Regions from separate parts of the Triticum aestivum genome. Here region 1 is linked to region 2. Evidence: chromatin contacts called from public Hi-C data. All regions are on one chromosome and are shown on one strand. Each heading gives the region's core, a stretch centred on a gene start, on an enhancer-like site or on the middle of the called end of the contact. The rest is flanking DNA. Distances are from core to core; before and after follow the strand shown.

Region 1 (3,222 bases), core at 58-2,557, 160 kb before region 2:
GAAAGAAGAGGATTGACACGATAATAGAGTTTTTGAGGGGCCCAATTGCAAAGTTACCACCATTTGGACCAGTTTCCGGCAAGTAAATGAGTGACAGTGACACGACACTAGTAGAATACGAGATACGTATGCACCGCCTCGACTCTGGACCATCGTTCCAACCTTTATGACCGTATACAACAAGGTTTTTACAAGTATCAAGACTGTATTATATCACTTCTGAGTATGAGGACCATTTTAGACCTTGCGAGTGGTACGTGCATTTTACAAGGGAAGTAGCGTGCCGACCAGGCAATAAAGATGAAGCGAAGAGGAGATCGCCAAGCACAAAACTCTTGTGGCATCCGTTCGATTTGGACGTGCGACGAAGTTGCTGGACGTCACAGCACACCGTTAATTCCGATGCTTCCGCAAATACAACACCACAAGCAAGACAGACAGACTGTTTCCGAAGGCATTGAAGTTGGGTTCGGTTTGCTGTAGCGAAATACTTTATTCCATCTCACGTGCATATGGCTGCTCGAGAAATCGTGCGGTAATTATAACTAGGATCAAGTTCGGGTCACTTGCGTAGCTTCGTCAAGTTCAACACCACAAGCAAGGCAAAGTGTTTCAAAGACAATTTAAACATCCCGCTTCCTCTACGCGTGTATACGCTGCCTGCCCGGATGCTGGTAGGCTCTGAAACGCACAAAGAGTAGTCACCAAGGTTCCGTCTCAAACAAAAGAAAAAGCACCAGGCAGGTGTCGACTTGGAAAAAATTAACAAAAAATCATATACATTGACTTCGGCAAAATACTAGTATCACCTCCCTTCCGAATTACTGGATACATTTCAGTCCTTTCGCCCATGCGAACAAACAAAAACGGAGTACAACAAGCTGACGTGATTGCCTCTTGCAAATTGGAGGAGCCACGTATTACCAGAATCGGACAATGATTAGCGCCCCACACTTAAGCAAATCAGCATCCATCCAAAATATCTCAGAAAGAAATAGAGCCGGCATCGCCCCAAATCGAGACAGACCCAGCGACAGTGAGCAACTGACAAGGGAGTACGGGCCCACATCACGTGGCTGTTTCGTGGGCCCGTCCGCCACCGAATCATCACCGTCCATCACGCCACACAAGAGCCCGTCGCTCTCCCATCCAGGGCCCACGCGATTGCTGCCACGCGCACCCTACCCGGTTGGTAGGCCGGTGGGGCCACGGCATCAGCTGACGTGGGCGGCCCCTCCTGCCTCCCACGCCACGCGGCCGGTGGCGACTGGGCTCTATAAATGCTGTCCTCTGTTCGGGGCCCCGCGTTCCTCCACCCAACTTCCCTCGTCCCCGATCGCATCGCATCGAACCGAATCGCCGTGAGGCTCCCACCAGAATAGCTCCGCGACAACGAGCTTCCTCGCGCGAGCGAAAAGAGAGGTGTGGAAGCGAGGGGCGCGCGCGCGAGGGAGATGGGATCGGACGGCCGGAGCTGGAACGGGGTCGACGGCGGAGCCAGATGTGGCGGTGAGGAGAAGATGAGGACGGTGGCGGCTCCGGCGCCGGCGCTGGCGGAGGTGCCCACGTCGACCGCCGCGGTCGACATCTCGCTGCCGCTCCCCGAGATGACTCCCCGCATCATGCAAGTCCCCTGATCCCTCTTCCCATTTGCTTCTGCACAAGCTGGTGCGTGTTGGGCATGTGGCTCTGATGCACGCACGCGCCGGCCGGGTGTGTTGGTGTGCGTGCGGTGTTCGAGCAGCCACCACCTGTCTCCGCGAGACGGGCCGTGGCCTGTCCGGGTGCGCGCTCGTATGAGCCGATGGTGTTTGGAGAAATGCCTCGCGGAGAGCGACATGCGCCATTGCCCCTGATTAATTCCCCGCTTCCCAATCTGGTTTTCTAATAAGGTGGCTTGCTTCTCCAGAGATCTCTGCAAGGAGTTGGTGAAGGAGTGGTCGTCACTGGACAGCTCGTGCTTCTCCATCTCGACGGTGTCCGGTGGCATCACCAACATGTGTGAGTTGTGCTCCTTGCCAGTGGCTGTGGCACTGTCCTGGCTCCTGATTCATCTCCCTCACCTAACTACCTGAGCATGCTTGGAAGAGGAAAGAACAGAGGCTATGTAATTATAGTAATTCTTAGACAAGGCAGTTGCTTGAATTGTTCACACAGACCATGCCATAACTTAATGACTGCGCTTTAATGTTGCTTGCTGCTACTCTTTGCTCATTATTTCAGATATGGCACTAGAATTTGATTGCATCTGGCAACCTTTATGAGACCATATACTCTTTAGCATCAGTGCTTTCCACTCATTTCTGCTTATAAATCACTCGTACTGTCATTGCATCCGGAGTTATGGACCCATTATTTTAGAAGCGTTAGGAAATAATTTTCTCTATGTAACTGTACTGATTTACTTGTAAATCATAGATACAGCAATAATACCTAAATGGTTATCTTATATTGTTCGTGATGTTAATGACCTGCAGTGCTCAAGGTATCTGTCAAGGAAGGCTCTGATAGCGAGTCGTCTGTGACTGTTCGGCTGTATGGCCCAAATACAGACTTGGTGATCGATCGGGAGAGGGAATTACAGGTGAGCGCTTCAATCGTAGTGTATGCAAATTGTTTGTGCTACTGGCATGTAATATTTACCTGCATTGTGTAGTGTTCCTGTGATTGCCCATTATAGTATTGGTTTATTTGTTGGTGCTTTCTTAGTTGTGGTTCAGTTTAAAATTTCAGGAATGCAATGGTCATTTCCTATCATAGAAATAGTACATATGCCATATAACACTCAAAGTACCTCACTGTTACATAAAACTAAGTTGCCAAGTAAGCCGAGTATTCTGTTGTCATTTTTGGGGCTGAACTGTTTCCTAATGCATACATCTATTACAATCATGGTTAGGCCATACCATATCTCTCAGCTGCAGGGTTCGGGGCTCGGTTACTTGGAGTATTTGAGAATGGAGTGGTTTCGTCATTCATCCATGCTAGGACACTATCACCTTCAGGTAGGCATTTTTATATTCTGCACAATACAAATTGGTGGTTTCATTGTCTGCATAATGCAATGATTTATCTTTTCTCATTTTCTATTTTTTCACACGGTAATTTGAAGGGATTTGTGGTTTTAGGTATATACTCAACGGTTGTTATTTTGCACCCATAGGTGCATGGAGACTGGAGAGCCTGCAATAAATGCTTCTGCAAATAGTATGTTCATTTCCC
Region 2 (3,235 bases), core at 81-2,580:
ACTAACTTGTAGTGAGCAACGACCTGCTTCGCCTGAACAACTACAATATAATGTGGGTGATATGGTGTGTTTAGTAAACTGCAGAAAGCTGTAGCTTTGCACATGAACATACTTGGTTGGTGCGCAGCCATGCCACACCACAAGTTAGGCAAAGATTTGTTCCTTGCCACCTGGGTTTCACACGTATTGACTCACAAAAGTGTGGTGCTGATTTTGAACGCCTACTAGCAGGTTTGGGGATTACATCAATTTTATGTTTTGAGTCCTGAAAGTCCCATTTGGAACTTTCATGGATCTGCAGTAACTACATTGAAGGATTTGCATCAGAAATGGTCGGAAACCAGAATTATCTCATATTTTTCATGCTATTTATGGTAATGGTCTTTATATTCATCAAGACAGCGGAGTAGCTGGGTTCGAAAAATATATACATAAAGACAAGAAGGGCAGAAATTTACATATGTACAACAGAAACAACATATGAAGGGAAAACCTATTCAATTATGCACTCCAGTTTGTGTTGAAAAACAATTTAGGCTGTGGATCTGTGTTTTGTAATAGGATTACAGAAGATCTTCTGACAAGCAATTCTTAACGAGTAACTAATCTTTGCTCTCTCAGACCTAAGGCTCCACCTTGCAGTACCCTAAAGCACCATTAACCATTCTAAACTGGATATGAGCAAGTGTTTGGATTGCAGTTTCCTCTCCTACACCCTATCCAGTTTCCTTCTATGAAATAATGGCTACGTGCAAGGTGCAGTCATAGAGCTAGCACAAATTGTGTGAATAGACGGTAGTATCTGACAATTTGTGGCCCAGTCATTTGATTGTTACCTTGGGCGACACGACCGTGGCGGCCCTGACGACGAGGCCCCGGAGCCTGCGCCCCGTCGGCACGGGACGCGCCGACGACGAAGTGGGGATGCGGAGCCCGTCCGCCAGCGCCGGCTTCGCCATCGCCGCCGACGCCACCTTCGGGCCGCACAGATGCACCGACGCCATTGCTCCTGCCGAGACCAATAGCACACAAAATCACGCCGTGAACTACAGGAGACCGAACAAGCTGAGCTTCCGGGGCACGGAGAGGCGCGTACCTGCGGCGAGATTCAGCTGAGCGCGCGCCGGAGTGGGAGAGGGAGAGAGTGATGGAGCGAGGGTTCGGGGAGGAGGAGAAACCGAGGAGACCGGGGATGCTAAGCTTGGGATAAGGATTTTGTTACTCTCGGGTTTAGGACGGAAAGGAGGAGGATGCCGGATGGTTCTAGAAGATGGCCGCCGGGCAGGATTCGGGCTGGGAATCGCTTCGGGCCGGCCCAGCTTTGTCTGCGAATGGGTGGCTTCTCGCTGCCTAGCCCACTATGAAAGGGAGAAAAATGTTACGGATGGAATGCAGACGCTTAACCAAACCCTGGACCATCTTTAAAAAATTGGATTACCTAAAACAAACTCGGGAAAATTGTATACTTAAGCGAGACTTGATTGCAAACTGAATGATCGCACATAAGTCAACTATCAAACAAACAAAGGGATTCCCGAATTAAATGAGATATAATCACTACATAGCCCTTTCGTCTGGTGATGCCCAAAGATTGTACACAAATGAACCTAGTTTACAGAAGAAACTGATGCACAATATTGGGAGTACTTGTGAATATTCACTCACATAGCCCGGTCCTGTGATTTTACATTTTTTACCCATAATCATCCACAACTGTAAAAAAAAGATTGTGATCTACTCAGCCATGCATTTTTTATTTTCACCCGTTCACAAGTATGTGTTGTAGCACTTCTTTCGGTGGGGCAATTGCTTTGCCAGAGAATTTGCCATCGAGCATTTGGCACGTTCCTGCGTCAGGATCTCAGCAGCAGAAACTACGGGCATCAGCACAGCAAACAAAGTGATTCACCTTCACTCTGTATCTTTGGGCATTCATTGAGGTGATCTACTAACGGTAGTTAGTAGTTCACGCTGTCACCGTGGAGTGGTAGATTTCACTAGTCATTTAACAGTTGGGCCAGCATAGCATCTGCACTCTCAGGGCCATCATTGTTTACACTGGGAACTATATGCTCTGGTGATATGAACCGGACAAATTCTCGGAGTTCTGTGAAGCTACTGTGCTCACTGTACGGTACTTCGTATCTGTAGAGGTGAAGAAACAGCAGATAGAACTTCAGAATCAACCCAGAAACAGTAATCGGGTCATCAGGGCTTTGGGGTTTTGAGAAAATAACTTCAGAAACACTAACTAACAAAAAAAATCTATGTTTTCTCTAATGCGTAGACAACATTACATTTAGTTTTGCCCAAAAGAATGCTCACTCCAGCTCTTAGAACAGTTTCTTCATTTTGAACAACTATTAAGCGAGGTTAATAAGGTGAAAACTCGTCAGAAGAAATAAGGTGAAAACTACAGTACTACAATCTCATTGTTGGAAAGTGTCAATAGTGTTAAAATGGTTTCTTTACTATTTTCTTTAGGGAAATTACAGTGTGACTACTACTCCCTCGGAAATATGAAACATTTGAGCTTTACATGATTATAGTCATGAAACATGCTTCCATGGTTTAATAATACTAGCAAATATGCCCGTGCGTTGCAACGGGAGACAAAAAATTATGGCTCACCAAATAAGTATGACTCAATATCCTGATGTATGAGCATACTCTATTTTAACATAGTGGCTCACCATGTTGCCATTTATTTATTTTTCTCACCCTAACCGATGATGGTCGCGATGTCCACGTGATCACAATGCATTCCGCGGTAAATCCCAAGGCTATGAATTTGCCAATGCATGCCACACTTATCATTATGTTGCGCAAGGGAACATTTAAAACTTTAAAAACAAATCTCATTGACCACGAACTACTCCCAACGCCAAGATATATAAAGATTTTCGGAAAACTAATCAAATCTTAGACATAAAATACTTTTGAATCAGTGAACAATTTTTCGAATCGACAATTTTGTTTTGAAATTTTTGATTTTCTCAAAAAACAAATAATGAACATTAGTTTTGTTTACAATTTTTTTAAAACTTATGAACCGGTTTCAAATTCATTAACATTTGTTTGACTCAACAAACATGTTTTGAATCGACGAACTTTTTTAAAAAAATTGGGTAACAAATTTTTATTTTTATTTTTGTGAATGGACATTTTTTCAGATTCCCGAATATGCTTTGTATACACGATCATTTTTTCAAAATCATGAACATTTTTTCCATTT

The links. A called contact is a pair of places that touch in the nucleus more often than the background predicts.
Region 1: a contact with region 2 is called in a Hi-C map of leaf, with 5 times the contacts expected there. The contact joins the promoter of LOC123103766 here to the promoter of LOC123103765 in region 2. A contact is called at or near these places in 2 of 5 Hi-C or Micro-C datasets (both in leaf).

The regions. Positions count from the first base shown.
Region 1 is chr5A:427,687,078-427,690,299 of IWGSC CS RefSeq v2.1, reverse strand. LOC123103766 (probable ethanolamine kinase) reads left to right here and starts at 1,307. Exons shown (of 11, transcript XM_044525445.1): 1 at 1,307-1,624; 2 at 1,910-2,001; 3 at 2,478-2,584; 4 at 2,900-3,005. The coding sequence starts at 1,455.
Region 2 is chr5A:427,528,628-427,531,862 of IWGSC CS RefSeq v2.1, reverse strand. LOC123103765 (20 kDa chaperonin, chloroplastic) reads right to left here and starts at 1,330. Exons shown (of 6, transcript XM_044525444.1): 1 at 1,097-1,330; 2 at 837-1,009. The coding sequence starts at 1,004. LOC123103764 reads right to left here. Exons shown (of 10, transcript XM_044525443.1): 10 at 1,538-2,145. The coding sequence ends at 1,998.